2 separate regions of the Mus musculus genome follow, and region 2 is linked to region 1. A link is a contact called in public HiChIP or PLAC-seq data. All regions are on one chromosome and are shown on one strand. The core of a region is the stretch at or near the end of the contact, and the rest is flanking DNA. Distances in the headings are between cores, read along the strand shown.

Region 1 (3,682 bases), core at 791-3,290:
CAGGAAAAGTTCTCACAGGTGCTCTGCTTGTACAAATGTCAGTCTCAAGTGTGGGAGTTTAGTGCCTGTAGTAGGTGGCCTAATATTTTCTGGACGAATCCAAACATGGCAGATAGAGTGGAAATGATTCATTACAAGCCTCCCCAAAGGGTCACCATTTATGGAAGCTGAGTATACCCATGCTCTGTAAGCCTATAGGGTAAAGCAGGGAAGGTAGGGGTGCTGGAAAAGGTGGTGGACCCACGGTTGTCTTTCTGATCATTCACTAGTTAGTCCTTGGATTCACAGTCTACCTTCCCCCACTCTGTGGTATCCAAAGAAATGATCCCACAAGTTATCAAGATTCTCTCTTGCTTCCTGCTCAGTTTGCCTCACGGGAAGCCCAAACATGAGGTGGGAAAGGGGCTAGAAAGCAGAGGCCAGGCTTGATAGCCACCTTCGCCTGGGGCTATGTCTTCCCCATGCAGCCCAGAGCCAGTTGGATTCATCATCGAAACAGTCTCTAAGTGACAGCAAAGTTTCTTGGAACAGAGTGACATTGTAGGTCTCTCTAGGCCCCAGATAAATGGCTTTAACAGCTTGCTTGAGACGGTGTGGTCATCCCAGGTTGCCCTCTCAACTCTTCTAAAAAGCCTTTGTAACTGATTTCTCATATTAAATTACCTCTAGTAAATTATTTCACATGGGTTTTGTTTTTATTTTTTATTGTTTGGGGAAACATTGGCTGATACTGATCTGTCCCACCCTAGGGATTCGAACTTGCCAGAAACTTCCAACATTTTAAAGTTACTTGGACCGGCACCTTTTTTTTTTTTAAATTACTTGTAGACAACAACACCCAGAGTGTGACAGAAGAGGAAAATCAAATGGCATCTGCGTGCCCAGCATTTATGTGGCGTTATCAGGGTCATGGAGGAATGAATTCAGGTTTTCCTCCCCTAACCAGTAGCAGCAGGCGTACATTAGGATATTTTCTGAGACTTGGTCATAGGTCTCTGCTCATCCCTGCTATAATGTATTACTTAAAGTCAAAATCTTCCATCCATTCACCAGAATATATTGAGCATCCGATGAAACCCAGGGAAACAAGCTAGTAGTTAGGCAGGCTCTTCAAGTTCATCTCCCACCGGTCCCCATCACAAGGACTTCAAGAGAGGGCAGGGCATGTTCTTTCAGGAAAGACTGCATTGTCTTTCTTCCTCAAGTCCACGCAGAGTCAAATATGCTGATCACTCTTATCTATGCTGTGTGAGATGTGGCCATGCATCATTTGGCCTACTGAGTCAAGGTTGCCTTGTCCTACATCTTCAGAGACTTCAATATCTTCCCTCCTCCTCCTCCACCTCCTCCTCTTCTAAGCCCCACAGACTCTGCTGCTCCTCAGATCCTTCAGATCCATGTCCATCTCATCTTTCCTGACAGTCTCAGACCTTTTCCTCAGCACCTGATATGGGATCTGACAAGTAGAAATCCATGCAAGCATTTGTTGAATGGCCGATGGCATGCTGTGATGTTTGGAATGGGGAATAGCCACTGATGTGTTAATTCAGCATTGACCATTGGTGTGAGGACAGTACCACACTCATGCTTGGTCATCACTGGAGTCATAGGCAAGACAGACAGACAGACAGACAGACACACAGACAGACAGACAGACAGACAGACAGACAGACAGACAGACAGACAGAGACAGAGACAGAGAGAGGTGGGGATCAATGCTGGATCCCCATAGCCAAGCAGAGTTCAATTAGAGTCTACATGGACAGGCTGACTGCCATAGGAAAACCAACAAAACTAGTTTTATCTCAAATTTTGGCCTGTTATTTAAAAAAAAAAATCAAGTTTTCTAAGGAAATGTTTGAGCATTTATATCCCAGATGCCCTGCCCCTCCCCCCCCCCAAAAAGTTAACTCAGTGTGACTCGTAACTTAAATTCTTCTATGAGCATCCCCATCTCAGTTACAGTAAATATGGCTCATAGCAGACCAAATAGGCAAGCATCTTTGTCATCTTCCTTCACCAAAATGACCTGGGAACTCAACTCTCAGGAAGAAAGCCCTCTGGCATACAGATTAGATGCTGACCACAGGAGAGTATCTGTCAGTAGCTGTTAGACACTCCCTCTTTCCAGATCTCAAACTCCAATCTTTATTTATTAAAGAGAGAGCTATGCACCCACAAGGCTTAGACCTGTGCCAAGCTGACTAAAACTAACAAGAGCCCAAAGGGAACTAAGCACACACTTAGAGCCACACCGATCTTTCTACCAAACCTGGGCTATCATTTCCTAGTACACAACTAAGAGGATTTCTGATCCTGCTTGCTTTGGCCATCAAAACATCTTTGCATACCCTTCCTTTACCCATCCACTGGCTGGGTGCATACTGGCCTTGACCTTGGAGAAGACAGTCTCTTCTCTCTTAGCCTCCTCAGTTCCTGCTCCACCCCTGCATGTCCGGTCCTGACAAGAGCCACCCACACTCCAACCTGTGGGTAGCTCCCCCCCCCACTCCAAGGAGAAAACAAAACAAAGAACCAATCAAAAGCATGGCTGAAGATTAGATAGCAGATTTTAACCAGCTCAGAAGCCATGTCGAATTATCACCCAGTGCCTTATGACACATGACGACACCGTAACATTCAAAGATGAATGAAGGATGGCTGGCCTTCAGTGTCCCCCTACCTTGTCAAGGTACAGTGGCAAAGGGTTGCCCCTTCTCTGCCTTCTGGGCAGGAAGTCTTCTTCGGCTTTTGCATTCCATCCAAAAGACAAAAGAGGGGGTGGGTTTCTCTGAACCCTTGCCAGGCCGTACTGAGGTGGGTGTTGGGTCTTTTGAAACTGTCAGAGTGAGCATGCTTCTGATTATAGGGTTCCCAAGACTCTGAGCCAGCCTTTTTTTTTAAGCACATACATTTTCTTCCTGGACCAGAGCCACGTTGCTCTGGCTATGTTAATCCCCCCAGTAGTCACACTGCTTCCCAGGGCATCCAGGGAGTTGCTTGTTTTAGGGAAATCCTGTCAGTTTGAACTCGGTTCAAGAATGTGCCCAGAGTACTTCAGGCCAGGAGAAAAGAAGATTCTGCCTGGAGAGTTGAAAGTACTTGATAGTGTGGGGAGAGGTGATCTTGGAGTCAGGAAGTAATGAGTAGATTCAAGGAGTCAGTTAGCCCTATGGCCATCTGACCTGTGACCTTGGAGATGAACTCGCTACTGGAAGACTCTCAGAATGACTGACAGGTGAAGGTTGGTTTTATACTAGTGAGGCCAACTGAAGGGAAGGAACCTCCTCTTCTTATAGGTTCTCTGGGCCCCTGTTGGTGTCTGAGAGACAGACTTCTCAGTAGCGTCTATAGCTTCTAAGGAAAGCACATTCCACATTCCAAACTCCAGGGTTTTGCTTCTTATTTTCCTGGCTCATTAAGACTTTCTGGCCCCACGTCTCTACACAGAGAAGAAGAAATGACTGTTGATCCTACTGGTCCTTGCTAATGTCACTTTGGGACACACTAAAAATAATCAAAGTGGGGCTGGGGAGGTGCCTCCGTGGGTAAAGCACCTACTATGCAAGAGTGACCAAAAGAGTTCAGATTCCTAAGACCCTCTGAAAAGACAGGCACATACAGTGGTCACCTATAATATCAAACCATGGTAGGCAGACATGGGGGGCTCCCTGGAGTAAAC
Region 2 (3,682 bases), core at 741-3,240, 270 kb after region 1:
AATCAGTGAAATAGACTTTATTTAAAAACGCAGTTGTTCACTGTAGGTTAATTTATCTGTATTAACCCTAAACTACTGAGTGTTATCACATTATCTACCTAATATAATGATTAATTCTTTAATATTAGCTTCTTTGATCATAAACTCAGATTTTGTGAGTTTTTTTAAATTGAAAATGTGTTTGTTTGTTTTTTTTAAATTGTACACTGTGCCTACCACTCTTCTTTGTTTGCAACTATAGTTGTCCTTTTAAAAGTATTTTCTTCTTTTCTTATATAATTTCTTTAGCATGTTCTGTTTTCCTGTAACTTATCACATTTGTTTTAAGTCTTTTTTCTTATTTAAGTAATTGTTATTCGTCTAGCCACCCACATTCAATATATTTTGCTGAGTTCCCGTGTTCTGCAGGCATGAGGCTAGGTGATATCTAAGAGGCAGGGGCATGGGGATTCTTGTGTGCTTATGTTGCTGATACAGTACGGATGTGTTTTATGTGTCTTGTGGTCGTTGATTATTGCATGAGGCAATTTTTGCCTTTCTTACTTTATAGATATGTACTTAGGTACAGAGACATTAAAGATTTACACAGAAAACATGGGTTTTAAGTCGCCTGGGTAGAATTTGAATTCACAATCTCTAATTTGTACAATCCTGGCTTGGTATGTGGGAGGCAGGTGCACACCATTAAGTATATTTCTGTCTTCATGGAGTGTGAAACATAGTGTACTCTAAGCTCTGCCTCATCACAAGGCATCTGTGGCTGCTCGAGAGGGTGAGGTTTTTATTACATTATCAACTCTTTTTCCTCGCCAGTCAGCTCCTTTAAAAGGCTTTCTCCGAATACAGTAGGAGACAAGTGGATTCTGCAGCTTCAGTTCTGGACTCACCAACTAGTAATTAAACACACGTGTGTAAGTAGGGTCTTCCCCACAGGTGGACGCAGAATGGCCGGCGATTGAGAACATAAGTATGTAAAGAAAGGTTACTGATGTTCTCCCGCGGTAAGACAGAGGAGGCTGAGAGGGTTTTCAGCTGCGAGGAGGAATCTTATGAAAATAATACCATTTGATCTTTCTTTAGATAGGTACTGTTTAAACCTTCAGAAACCTAGGGGAGGGTGACAGCACAAGGAAGGAGCACCACAAGTGAAGGAGAGCACTAGGAGTGAGCTTCAGGTAGCTTGAATGTAGCTGAAGGAAATGCGCTTGTAGAAAATACTGTCAGACTGGTGGTCAGTATTGGAATGTGGCAAACTGAATGGATGACTAGGGAATTTAATCTTTTGTCTGGGCATAGGAAACCTTTCTAAGGTGTTTGCCAAGTGACAGGTTTGATGTGCATTGACCTTGACTGAGGAGAATATGTAAGTAGCACCATGGAAGTTGGATTGGCTGGGGGAGAGACAGTGGCACCAGGAATGAAGGAGAGTAACAAATCAGTCAGACATTGCACAGGTTAGCTTGTTAGGTCTTAGAGGCTCATGGGAATAGTGAACTAGTGTTGCAGAGTATTTGATTACACTGTGAGCCCCAAGATTGTGTTATTTACTGAAAAAAACTGTTTCTAGTTATGGTGTGGCTCAGCCTTAGCACACCCACCTTTAATCTCTCTGGCTGGAATTCAGACAGGCCCTTTAGTACACACCTTTAATCCCAAACAGCAAAGGTAATGTTAGTTTGTAGAAGGAAGCACCCTTCTTGAAAGTGATGACTGAGTGGCAGACAAGGTCAGAGAAAGGTGTGACAGAATAGGAAGTGCCCAACTCTCCTGTGCTAAAAAGAAGGAGGCAGTTTTACCTGGAGAGTTTTACAGAGACAGTTTGGAGAGAGAACAAACTTGATACAGATAAAGACAAAACAAACAAGAGAATTCGAAGTAGCTAGAAGATTAGAACAGATGGCTGGAGTCAGTTCGAGGTCAAGCTGAGCAATTCAGGATAAGCCAGCATGAGTCAGTCAGCGTGGAGAGGGGTTTTGAGCCAGAACAGCTGAGTTGATCAGCTAGCCAGAGTTCAGAAAGCAAAAGAGAAGGTGAGCTTGCATAAGCTGAATAGCAGTAAGTCTTAGAGGCTGAGAACATTCTAGGCCTAGAATAGATTACTCAGAGCCTAGAAGCTTCTAGGACTAGGCCTAGGTTAGCAGAGGGAGGCAGTAAGCCACCTAGATGACAATTAACTCAGCAGAATAAAAGATACTTTTACAAACTAGTTAAAGGAGAAAGCCCAAGGTCTTTATCTTAGAGCAGTGTTCTTAATCTCCCTAATGTAGTGACCCTTTAATACAGTTCTGCATGATGCGGTGACTCCCAAACAAATTTATTTTTTGTTGCTGCCTCATAACTGTAATTTTGCTACTGTTATGAACTTTAAATATCTCTGTTTTCTGTTGGTCTTAGGTGACCCCCTGTGAAAGGGGTCTCAACCCATAGGTTGAGAACCAGTGTTCTAGCCCAATGAGAAGCTAATGGTATTAGATTGAGCAATGAGTTTTATCATTTGTATCTTAATTCCAAAAAAGATTTGAGGCATCTGTCAGGGCTGTTTACAGCAAGATTATAACACAATAGGATAGGGCAGGGAAGGAAATCAAAGTGAAGTCCTAAAGTAGTAGCCAGGCCTGCAGCGCTGGTGAGGGACTTTAAATATGCATTTCTGTTCTTCCTTCCAACAGCAGCAGGAAAGCACAGCACTGTGCACTGCCTCAGCACAACAGACCTAGTCCATGAACTATGGGTTGGGTGTTAGGATTGTCCCATGTTTTGGAGGTGAGGCCTGAGAACATTCCTTCCATGGAAACCTATGGGACCCTGTTATGTACTCAGCAACCAGTGTCATTAACTATATGTCTACAGTAAATATAAGATCCACATATTTGGTTGAATCAGTAAGATCTCTGACTTTGAACTGGGGAAATAGCACTATTAAGTAGAAACATTTATTTTTAAAGGTGTTGGTGGCAAGTCTGATCATAAAATTGGTGCTTTCAAATTGTGCTCAGTGGAGCTATAGGAATTTCATCACCAACATGGAGAAGTCCTTTCCTTCATTCTCTCGGCAGCGAGAGCTGCTTCTCCGTGTCTGTTTGAGATGCTACGTGCATCTTAAAATTTGCTGTTTGAACAGACTCATAAGGAAATGTTTGAAACTACTGATTCCTAAAGTGAAAAAGGGTTTTAGACTTCTATGAATGTATTTTTATAATTGATTATTTCTAGTTTTATGAGTAATGTCTAAAGTAAATGATGTTAAATCAAAAATATATATGATTGGCTATGTATAATGTTTACTTATTTTTTGTGATAAGGGACATGACAAAATGTTCCACTGAGCTTGAAAAATGAATACAGTAACATTCAAATGATTTTTAATGAGCAAAATTTCATAAAGTTGAGCCTCTAAAACTGTTGGCCTCTAACCAATTTTACAGTTTTGTGCTTTGGTAAAAAGTTTGACCATTCATAGCCTACCCTGCCTTTTAAAGATACCAGGCGTGTTCTTTTATATATAGTCTCATGAATGTACATTTGGATTTTCTTGTAGTACTTGATTATATTTACATCTAATACTCTTTGAGAATGTCTGATAGTTTTGACAGCTTGTGTCACCTTTTTACCTTAAAATGTCCGTGGGGTACAGCACAGGTAAATGGGTAGTTTCTCTGTCTCCTGTTCTCAGAAGCATCTT

What was found. HiChIP or PLAC-seq counts read pairs in DNA pulled down with a chosen protein or histone mark.
Region 2: a contact with region 1 is called in a CTCF HiChIP or PLAC-seq map of the NIH/3T3 cell line, with 5 read pairs. The contact joins two enhancer-like sites. A contact is called at or near these places in 1 of 15 datasets of contacts at CTCF or cohesin (the NIH/3T3 cell line), 2 of 484 Hi-C or Micro-C datasets (CD8 T cells and group 2 innate lymphoid cells) and 1 of 115 datasets of contacts at active chromatin or transcription factors (the 230-238 cell line).

Annotation. Positions count from the first base shown.
Region 1 is chr17:44,525,896-44,529,577 of GRCm38.p6, forward strand. It overlaps a transcript of Runx2 not described here. Among named protein-coding and RNA genes, the nearest start is that of Runx2os3, 34 kb to the right of the region's middle. Within about 2 kb of position 2,041, at least 16 of the 459 cell types and tissues checked have an H3K27ac peak or open chromatin away from gene starts, as enhancers often do. A contact at or near this core is called in the NIH/3T3 cell line, where this site is marked.
Region 2 is chr17:44,795,606-44,799,287 of GRCm38.p6, forward strand. All of the region lies in intron 2 of Supt3 (SPT3, SAGA and STAGA complex component), which reads left to right. It also overlaps a transcript of Runx2 not described here. Among named protein-coding and RNA genes, the nearest start is that of Supt3, 20 kb to the left of the region's middle. Within about 2 kb of position 1,991, at least 17 of the 459 cell types and tissues checked have an H3K27ac peak or open chromatin away from gene starts, as enhancers often do. A contact at or near this core is called in the NIH/3T3 cell line, where this site is marked.